Linked DNA regions of Zea mays: regions 2 and 3 are each linked to region 1. A link is a contact called in public Hi-C data. All regions are on one chromosome and are shown on one strand. Each heading gives the region's core, a stretch centred on a gene start, on an enhancer-like site or on the middle of the called end of the contact. The rest is flanking DNA. Distances are from core to core; before and after follow the strand shown.

Region 1 (3,103 bases), core at 376-2,875:
AGTATTAATATCTCGTGGCTGCCTCCTCGGTAACGCGCGGGTCATGATGAGCACAGTGTATGCTGCAGCACGGGCGTATTGCCTGCCAACGGAATGGACATGCACGCCGCCTATAAGGTGGTCTGGTCGTCCTCCGTCAGCGGAGTGGACAGGGCTCATTTAATGCTGAGGCGGCTTATCGCTTGCCAGTGGAGTGACAGGGCTCATTAAAAGCTGAGGCGGCACATCACCTGCCAGTTTGACAAGCGGCGCACCTTATCCGCAATAAATGCAGAGGACGCGCGGCCCAGAGGCCTTACGTCAGGCTCCGCCCGCTGGCTTACGTCACGGACAGTGGGCCACATGGCAGTATCGGGTCTCCGCCTAAGCGGGGAGCAGAAGCGTGTGTGGTATGGTCTGGACACGTGTCAGCTCCGGACCCCCGCCTGGTCTTGATTAAGGTCTGGGTACTCTTTGTCCCAGAATCCCGGGACCCTGTTGTTAGTGGCCCGGACCCCACACAGAGGGGTTCGAGACCCATCCTAGGGGTCCGGTTCGTGCCCGTGGAGGTTCTGGACCTTACCCGGAGGTCTGGTCCGTACGTACAGGGGTCCAACATTTTCCCATGGGGGTCCGGACCCACTGTTGATATCCTGGAGTATATCGTCTTCTCTGGCCACGTGGCGACCCGGGAGTCGTCCACGTGGTAGGGTCGGGTGCTGTTTACCACGCGACTAGAGATAGCCGCATGGGCACCGTGCCTTCACACTGTAGTAAGGGGTACCCCTGTTTCAGGGTACCGACACATTGCATTGTGGGTGTTGTTATTAATTTGATATCTTACTTAATTGGGTTGGTATCTACTTATACTTAGTAACTGCTAATAAAATTTTGACCAACTTTAAAAGCAATACTCAGCTTTAACCATCTCATTTGGTAAGCCTTACACTTCACATGAGCTCCCACCTTTGGTGATTTCATGCACATTATTCCTCACAACTTGTTGAGTGATGAACGTATGTGAGCTCACTCTTGTTGTACTCACATCCCCTCCGGCCAAGAATAGGTACCACAGGATGAGGCGCGTGGAGGATGTCGTGATGAGTTCGTGAGTGGTCTAGACTGTCGTCTCCCAGTCAACTAGGGTTGCTGGATCGTTGTGTGCATATGATGTAATTATTTAGCATGGACTATTATATAGTAAAGATGTGGCATTCGTTTCTGTACCATGAGTCATCATATGTGTGAGACTTGGTCTCAGCACACTTGGTGACGGCGTCCGGGTTTTGGTGCCCCTAAAACCCGGGTGTGACAATACCGAGAGTATGCCTACACATGACCCTACGGAAGACCTACCGCGATAACCCGAGGGAGTCAATCTCTCTCTCTGTCACTGTCTCTCTCTAGTAGAAAATAGATCCCCTCTGTAAGTTTCAACCCTTTGAGATATAAAAGGGTAAGACGATCACTTTCTTCTGACACAAGCACACCAGTTATAACACGCTCTACTGCTATACTACGATCAACACTACACTATGCATTTCATCGTTGGGTATCAATAGGTGATGTATCGCGGTGGTGGATCGGAGCGCAGCCAAACCAGACATTTTAAAAGAAATTTCAAAAAGAAAAGAAAAAAAAAAGGAGATAAGAAATGGTGAGCAGGCAAGCATGGAGTGGAGTGCTTTTAAATTTGGGTGTCGCTGTCGTTGAAAGCGATGGGTGGCTAGTTTTACAGACAGACAGCAGCACCTGCTCCTCCGTCTGGACTGACTGACTAGTGACTCAGCTCCACCCACATCCCCCTTCGTCGTCTTCTCCCTCCCTGCTAGCTGACCTCCAATCCACGATAAGGCAAGATAAGCTAGCTAGGAAGGCAAGGGATCCGATGGACAAGTACGAGCCCGTTCGCGAGATCGGGGCGGGCAACTTCGGGGTGGCCAAGCTGATGAGGAACAAGGACACGAGGGAGCTGGTGGCCATGAAGTTCATAGAGCGAGGAAACAGGGTGAGTAGTCAGTCTAGCCGTCGCGTCTTCTTTGCTAGCTAGTATCTAATTGATGGATTAATTGATAGATCGACGAGAACGTGTTCCGCGAGATCGTGAACCACCGCTCCCTCCGCCACCCCAACATCATCCGGTTCAAGGAGGTGGTGCTGACTCCCACGCACCTTGCGATCGTGATGGAGTACGCTGCGGGCGGGGAGCTGTTCGAGCGCATCTGCGACGCCGGGCGGTTCCACGAGGACGAGGCGCGCTACTTCTTCCAGCAGCTGGTTTGCGGCGTCAGCTTCTGCCACGCCATGAACATCTGCCACCGGGACCTCAAGCTGGAGAACACGCTGCTGGACGGCAGCCCGGCGCCGCGCCTCAAGATCTGCGACTTCGGCTACTCCAAGTCCTCGGTGCTGCACTCGCGACCGAAGTCAACGGTGGGCACGCCGGCGTACATCGCGCCCGAGGTGCTGTCGCGGCGAGAGTACGACGGGAAGCACGCCGACGTCTGGTCGTGCGGAGTCACGCTCTACGTCATGCTGGTGGGGGCGTACCCGTTCGAGGATCCAAAGGACCCAAAGAACTTCAGGAAGACAATACAGCGCATCATGTCGGTTCAGTACAAGATCCCCGAGTACGTGCACGTCTCCCACAACTGCCGCCACCTCCTCTCCCGCATCTTCGTCCAGAACCCGTACAAGAGGATCACCATGAGCGAGATCAAGACCCACCCCTGGTACCTCAAGAACCTGCCGAGGGAGCTCAAGGAGGAGGCGCAGGCAGCCTACTACTACAGCCGCCAGGGAGACAGCAGCAGCAGCAGCAGCAATAATGCGACAGCAGCACCCGCCTACTCGTCGCAGAGCGTGGAGGAGATCTTGAGGATCGTGCAGGAGGCGCAGACGGTGCCCAAGCCACCGTCCAGGCCCGACGAAGCAGAGCAACAGGAAGAAGAAGACGACCATGACGATGACGACGACTACGACAGAACGGTGCGGCAGGTGCACGCCAGCGGAGAGTTCGACATGATTATGAGCAGACTCCAAATCTGACTCTTAGTATCTTGCCTGCCATTGGTAGTTTTGTGTTGTAATGCGTGCCTGTAACATGAATTTCAGTCAAACTATA
Region 2 (3,103 bases), core at 339-2,838, 270 kb before region 1:
GGGTCATTGTCTTCACAAAGAGTCCTTGGAATGAAACCATAATTGTGAGGGTATACAACTGATGAGTAAAGGACTCGATCAACCTGTCAAATTGTAGCAAAGGTTAGAAAGAAAGAAAAACAAATTAAACTATTACATTTCATCAGCACAGAACTCAATCATCCTGACAAATTATGTAACACAATAACAAAAGTAATATTATGATGGTCAATTCTCATCGTACATTGCACAAGTACAAGAAATACATGCTGCTTATGCCATACTGTTTATTGAGACAGAAAGTGGTCATAAAGATGTAATAAACATTGAGAGCAGAGCATATACCTTAATCAGTCCAGTTTTCTTGTCAAGCTCGTATTTGACTTTGCTTCCCTTTGTGATCTCAACAACCTGAATAAAAAATTATATAACGCGGTCATTGTTTGGAGCTAACTAGATTTGTTAAATATCGTAATTAAAAAAAAACCATGCACTTATTTTTCCTCAACAAGCAAACCACTGTCAACAGACTCATGTACCAGTATGTTGTAGGTGCATCAAATGTTTCAGCAGAGCAAACATATAACATGCCAAGCTGTTAGAAAGCAATGATGGTACTTACAACATTGAATACAGCAGGAGCACCAGGACCTGCATAACCAAAATGATTTAGATGGAGTATGCTTATTTGACAGAGCCACATAGGAGTTAGGAGAGCAAGAAAGGATAGTTGAGTCACGCACCGATCTCGAGATCATGCCATGGATGAGCAGCTACGGACCTCCTGGACAGAGAGGAGAGGATCCTTTCATTGAGCTTAGGGGCCCTCTTAGGCTGCTCAGCAGAAGCAGCAGCCTTATCCTCTTCACTCATCCTCAGTCCTGTGCATGGAAAAGAAGCAAAAATCAAGACCTACATTATTAGTATTAGTATTTTTGTTCACTGAGAAACATGAAGCAGTGATTTTCCTAGGCCCGATGTAAAAAGTTGTAACACACGAATGGAGGACACCCTACAGATCTCGAACTGGTCCTAGAATCCCAGCAGCAGCCACCAAATGGCAGGCCAGATCCATGAGGCAACTAGAATATGCAGGGAGGCAGAAGATTTTTGCCACCATCTCAGACGACCAATCCCAGCCGTACACCTGCGATCCCACGGCCTCGTTCCTTCCCTCCGTCCTCCCGTGCGGCGGTCGCTCTCTTCAGAAGTCACGACAGAAACACGAGTCCAGCCAGTCGCTACCCGGTCCGGCCCCGCCCCACCATCCAGCACCCGTCGCCAGCGGCGGAGAGCTGCCACCGGCTCCGGCTCCGCCCCTGCCACGGCAACCGCTCCGGTCAAGTTGCCTCGCCCCGTCTGGGCCCCCCGGCCGTCTCCCACCCCGCCAGTCCGTCCTTGCCTCCCTCCCGCCCCTTGATCTAAGAAAAAAACGGGAGCCATGGATCTCACCGTCGCCTGGAAGTTTGTTGGGGTTGGATCCTCACCTGCGCTGCGGTCGGGGACGGCGATCGGCAGCGGAGGCAGAGTGGAAAGTGGAAATGAGGAGCAACCGGGTGGCTCTGCTCGATTCTCTCCTTTCCACCGGCCTCTGTTGGCTGGCCTTTTTCACTTAAAACCCCCGTCCTTATTCTCTTTTTTAACTTATCACCCCGTCTGCTCGTTCTCTTTTCTCTTTCCAGTCCCTAGTTTAGTTTGCAGCCTAATGCAGGGGGGCCATTTTGAACGGTGTTGCGGATAAACGGGGAATATTCCAATGATATACGTATGGGTGTTAGTACTAATAGTATTTTTAGTCTTTTATAACTGTTTTTTCTTCTTCTGATTTTTGTATTTTATTTCCAAATTTTATAAATTTTGAACGGAATCTGAGAAATCAGGTCCCTATGTGGCCTAGAAACGAAAATAGTTTGTTCGCTTTCCTTTAATCCTATCGATTTTTGTTTGAGTTGGTCCGTCCAGCTCCAGCCATGACCATGACCTAGTGGTTGCTACTTGCACAGCCTTCACGGCTCCGTTTGACAAAGCCAGCCAACTGGCACGTGCTGTATTCATGTGTCCTTTCGTTCCTGTACTGGTCTAGGAGCAGCTATAAGCCAATCAATGGTCAAATGTCACGTGACTTTGACCTGCTCTCCTCCTGCCTCTGCCTGCCTGACAGCCAACGTGTCGGAGGGGCCAGCGCACCAACGGACGCAACTGCTTCATGTGATGTGCGCTCGCGGAGGTGTCCAAATACGACACTTCTGGTTATCTCCCAAAACAGCGTATAAAACATTATTTTACGCGTCATCAAACAATACAAAACCGATAAAAACTTTCATTTTATCGATTACTTTATCAAACCGTCGCCCAGCGATATCGGTTAACTACCAGATTTTCTTCGAAATTCAATCTAAATTTAATTTTTTTAAAAAAATAGAAAACTACATGTTCTAAGAAATAATCTGGAATACAGGATAACTAAATTTAATTCAATTTAGCCTATTAAAAATAGAAAAAAAATATATTAACCAACATAACAAAATATCTAAAATAAACATACCTCTTCTCCTCTCCTCACTTTCACCACCCCATCTCTCAGTCGCTCTCCTCGTCCTCTCTCTAAGTCATCGCCTCCTCTACAAAACCGTCGCGGCCGCCTCCTTTGCTGCCGTCGGGATAGTGGCTACCGCTGCTGAGTCGCGTGCACCAACCGGCGGCAACCCCCGAGCCGTCGATTTCTCCCCCGAAACCGGCGGTTAACCGCAATAGAGCAATGTAAAACCGTGTTTTAGTTCCGGTAAATCAGATTTAGTACACATATTTAGTTATATACTACGTATATATTGCTTAGATTTAGTTTCGTGGTGTTTAGGGTTTCAAATTTAGTCTCAGTGACAGTAATATGTTTTAGATTTAGGGTTTCAGATTTATATATGCTATATGTTAGTATTATTACATATTTGATGGATTATGATTTATGGATTAGTTATTGTTAAATGTGAATGTTCAATAGTTTACGGTATAGTTATTGTTAAATGTGTATGCCAATCAGTTATATGCTGATGGTTGGTATGTGTTTCAAATGCACAAAGAGCAGAGGGGGTGGCACCCATTTGAAGGAGAATCTCGCGCATGGAGG
Region 3 (3,103 bases), core at 180-2,679, 270 kb after region 1:
TAAGTGGTGTCATCCATCTGGCCTTGATCGTAAGAGAAGCATGCATTGGTAGGGAATTGCTGCTGCTCCTGGAACCACTGATGCAAAAAGGGATCTGGAAGGAGAGTGGCACTCTGGAATTCAGAAATCTCCGCTAGCGCTTCTATGAAGGAAGGCATGGGGTCATCAACCGCGCTAGTGCTGCTGCTGCAGCCCAGCCCGGGAGCATTGCACATCCCAGCTCCAATATCTTGCGCGTGCACATCCAAATCTGCGCCGACGAATGGGTGTTGGTCATCGGATAGGCCGAGCAGATGGATCGCGTGCTTATCCCCAGGCTGCCAGGAACCCATGAATCTGTGCATGAACGCAGCATCATCCAGCTCGGTCCCGTTTTGCTGCGCACGAGTGTGCGCGTGCTCCTGAACCTGGGGGTGAAGGTCGTGGCGAGGTCCATAGTTTGGCTGGCTACGATCCATTGTGAGCTGTGGATCAGCAGTGGCAGCGGCAGCAGGCTGCTGCTGCTGCGCATGGGAGACAAATGGAGAGGGCGAGGTCTCCGTGGCCTTGAGGTGGGCAGCGGCGGCGCTGGTGTGGACGAATCCAAGGTCCATCTCGGTGGGCAGATGGGTGGTGGCGGCGACGTTATGGGCGGCCCCGCAGAAGACCTCCTTGAAAACCTGAAGCTCCATGAGGGATCTGTCGAAGGCGCCGTGGTCCTCCATTCCCATGATGTCTTCGCCGAAGATGAAGCGCATGGCGTCGTCCTCCTTGAAGCCCAGCATGTCCTCCGCGTGGCCTCTCCCGGCGGCCATGGTAGTGGTAGTGGTAGCTAGCAGCTAGGGTAGGGACTAGGAGGGAGCCTGCAGAGTAAAAGCGGAGAGCGGAGTGAGAAGCTAAAGCTTGGTCGGTGACGCCTGACGCGGGGAAGAAGGATGTGAGATCCAGCCATTCCAAGGCAAGTGGTAGTAGATGTACCTGAGCGAGATGGGCGGTCGGGTCGGGGAGGCAGCGGGAGCGGAAGCGGATTGTGTGGCCGGATCCAGAGGGCGGCGGCAGCTGAATCTCGAGTAGCCTGCGCTGGATCGAGACGAGAGAATAGTGGTTGGGGATGAGCGGGCGGAGCAAATCGGGGGCGAGATCCGAGGCGAGCGAAGAGGGGTGGGCGCTCCGCTCCGGCGAGGAAAATCGAGGGTCCGGGACGGCGGCTTGGTAGCTGAGTGCCGGCGGCGACGGGGCGGGCGTCTGGACTCTGTATGGGAGTGGAGCAAAGGCAAGCAAGCTGCTGCAGTGGAGGGTGGAGCTGGACAAGACGAGAAGAGGTCAAGCAAGCCAGCCGATAGCTAAAAGCCGCAAAGGAGACCTGCATCCTGCATCTCTTGCTCGTTTGAACATTTTGCCTCCAAAACCAAACACCAAAAAACCAAGTCTAGCACTTTTCCTTTTTTATCAAATCAAACAAGGAGAAGACTACCCCTTCTATAGCTTCAGCTTGCATTTTTTGTCTGCTATGTTTACTAAGTACATTTTTATTTTTATATTTGAAAATATTCAAAAATTTAAATCGATACCCCAAACCTAAAAATATTACAGAAATAGGTGTATGTCGCTGCTCTAGTGGGTGGCAGTGATCTAATTGTATCCACCCTTACTATTCTAATTTAGTAATTTTAAAAAACGGACATATATCCTTTAGGCCATGTGCACTCATACTATTCTAATTTAGTGCTTAAAAGTAAAAAAAATCCACACCAACAAAATTCTCTACCCTATACTATAATTTACCGCAGTCATGTTTACTCATACCAACCTTATATCAGCTATTATATATTATATCATTTTTTTCATCTACCACCGCACCTTCTTCAATTGTTCCCGCGCTTGAGGACAAGTTAGAGTACCTGCCGTATCACGTTGTATGTAAGACTATCTTCAACAACTTACACATCATCATACTCGTATTTAAACTTTACTCTGTGAACTATGTAGTATACAGTGTAGAACAATGCAAAAACGGTGTTTTGGGTTGTCGGGGACCATAATTAGGGGTACCCCCAAGACTCATAATCTCAGCTGGTAAACCCCATCAGCACAAAGCTGCAAAGGCCTGATGGGCGCGATTCAGGTCAAGGCTTCGTCCACTCAAGGGACACGATTTCGCCTCACCCGAGCCCAGCCTCGGGCAAAGGCAGCCGACCCAGGAGGATTCACGTCTCCTCCGAGGATCCCCTCAAGCAACGGACGCACCTTCGATTCGCCCGAGGCCCAGCTCGGGCAGGCTTCGCGGAGAAGCAAACTTGGCCAGATCGCCACGCCAACCGACCGTATCGCAGGAGCATTCAATGCGAGAATCGCCTGACACCTTATACTGACGCGCGCTCCTCAGACGACAAGGCCGAAGTGACCGCAGTCACTTCGCCCCTCCACTGGCTGACCTGACAGGAAAACAGCGGCGCCTGCGCTGCTCCGACTGTTGTGCCACCCGTCAGGGTGAGGCTGACAGCCGTCAAGACCGGCCTCAGGCACCATAGGAAGCTCTGCCTCGCCTGACCCCTAAGCTCGGACTCAGCCTCGACTCCGGAAGCCGGTCTCTGCCTCGCCCGACCCTAGGGCTCGGACTCCACCTCGACCTCGGAAGACGGACTCCGCCTCGCCCGACCCCAGGGCTCGGACTCAACCTCGACTCCGGAAGGCGGTCTCCGCCTCGCCCGACCCCAGGGCTCGGACTCAACCTCGACCTCGGACGACGGTCTCCGCCTCGCCCGACCCCCGGGGCTCGGACTCAACCTCGACCCCGGACGACGGTCTCCGCCTCGCCCGACCTCGGGCTCGGACCGACCACGTCACAAGGGGGGGCATCATTACCCTACCCCTAGCTAGCTCAGGCTACGGGGAACAAGACCGGCGTCCCATTTGGCTCGCCCCGGTAAACAAGTAATGATGGCACCCCGCGTGCTCCATGACGACGGCGGCTCTCAGCCCCTTACGGAAGCAAGGAGACGTCAGCAAGGATCCGACAGCCCCGACAGCTGTACTTCCACGGGGCTCAAGCGCTCCTCCGACGGCCACGACATCACATGAACAGGGCGCCAAAACCTCTCCAACAGCCACGACGGCACGTACA

Evidence for each region. Hi-C and Micro-C count contacts between places; a contact is called where the count stands out from the background.
Region 2: a Hi-C map of tassel shows a contact between it and region 1, with 2.2 times the contacts expected there. The contact joins the promoter of LOC100282768 here to the promoter of LOC100193827 in region 1. A contact is called at or near these places in 4 of 25 Hi-C or Micro-C datasets (ear, endosperm, leaf and 1 more).
Region 3: a contact with region 1 is called in a Hi-C map of leaf, with 7 times the contacts expected there. The contact joins the promoter of LOC103642225 here to the promoter of LOC100193827 in region 1. A contact is called at or near these places in 4 of 25 Hi-C or Micro-C datasets (bundle sheath, ear, leaf and 1 more).

The regions. Positions count from the first base shown.
Region 1 is chr10:151,501,928-151,505,030 of Zm-B73-REFERENCE-NAM-5.0, forward strand. LOC100193827 reads left to right here and starts at 1,626. Exons shown (of 2, transcript NM_001138909.1): 1 at 1,626-1,987; 2 at 2,056-3,103. The coding sequence starts at 1,868. The coding sequence ends at 3,027.
Region 2 is chr10:151,227,673-151,230,775 of Zm-B73-REFERENCE-NAM-5.0, forward strand. LOC100282768 (soluble inorganic pyrophosphatase) reads right to left here and starts at 1,589. Exons shown (of 9, transcript NM_001412195.1): 1 at 1,432-1,589; 2 at 723-860; 3 at 602-630; 4 at 325-390; 5 at 1-83. The coding sequence starts at 852.
Region 3 is chr10:151,771,040-151,774,142 of Zm-B73-REFERENCE-NAM-5.0, forward strand. LOC103642225 (Increased DNA methylation 1) reads right to left here and starts at 1,430. Exons shown (of 11, transcript XM_035963591.1): 1 at 958-1,430; 2 at 1-842. The coding sequence starts at 794.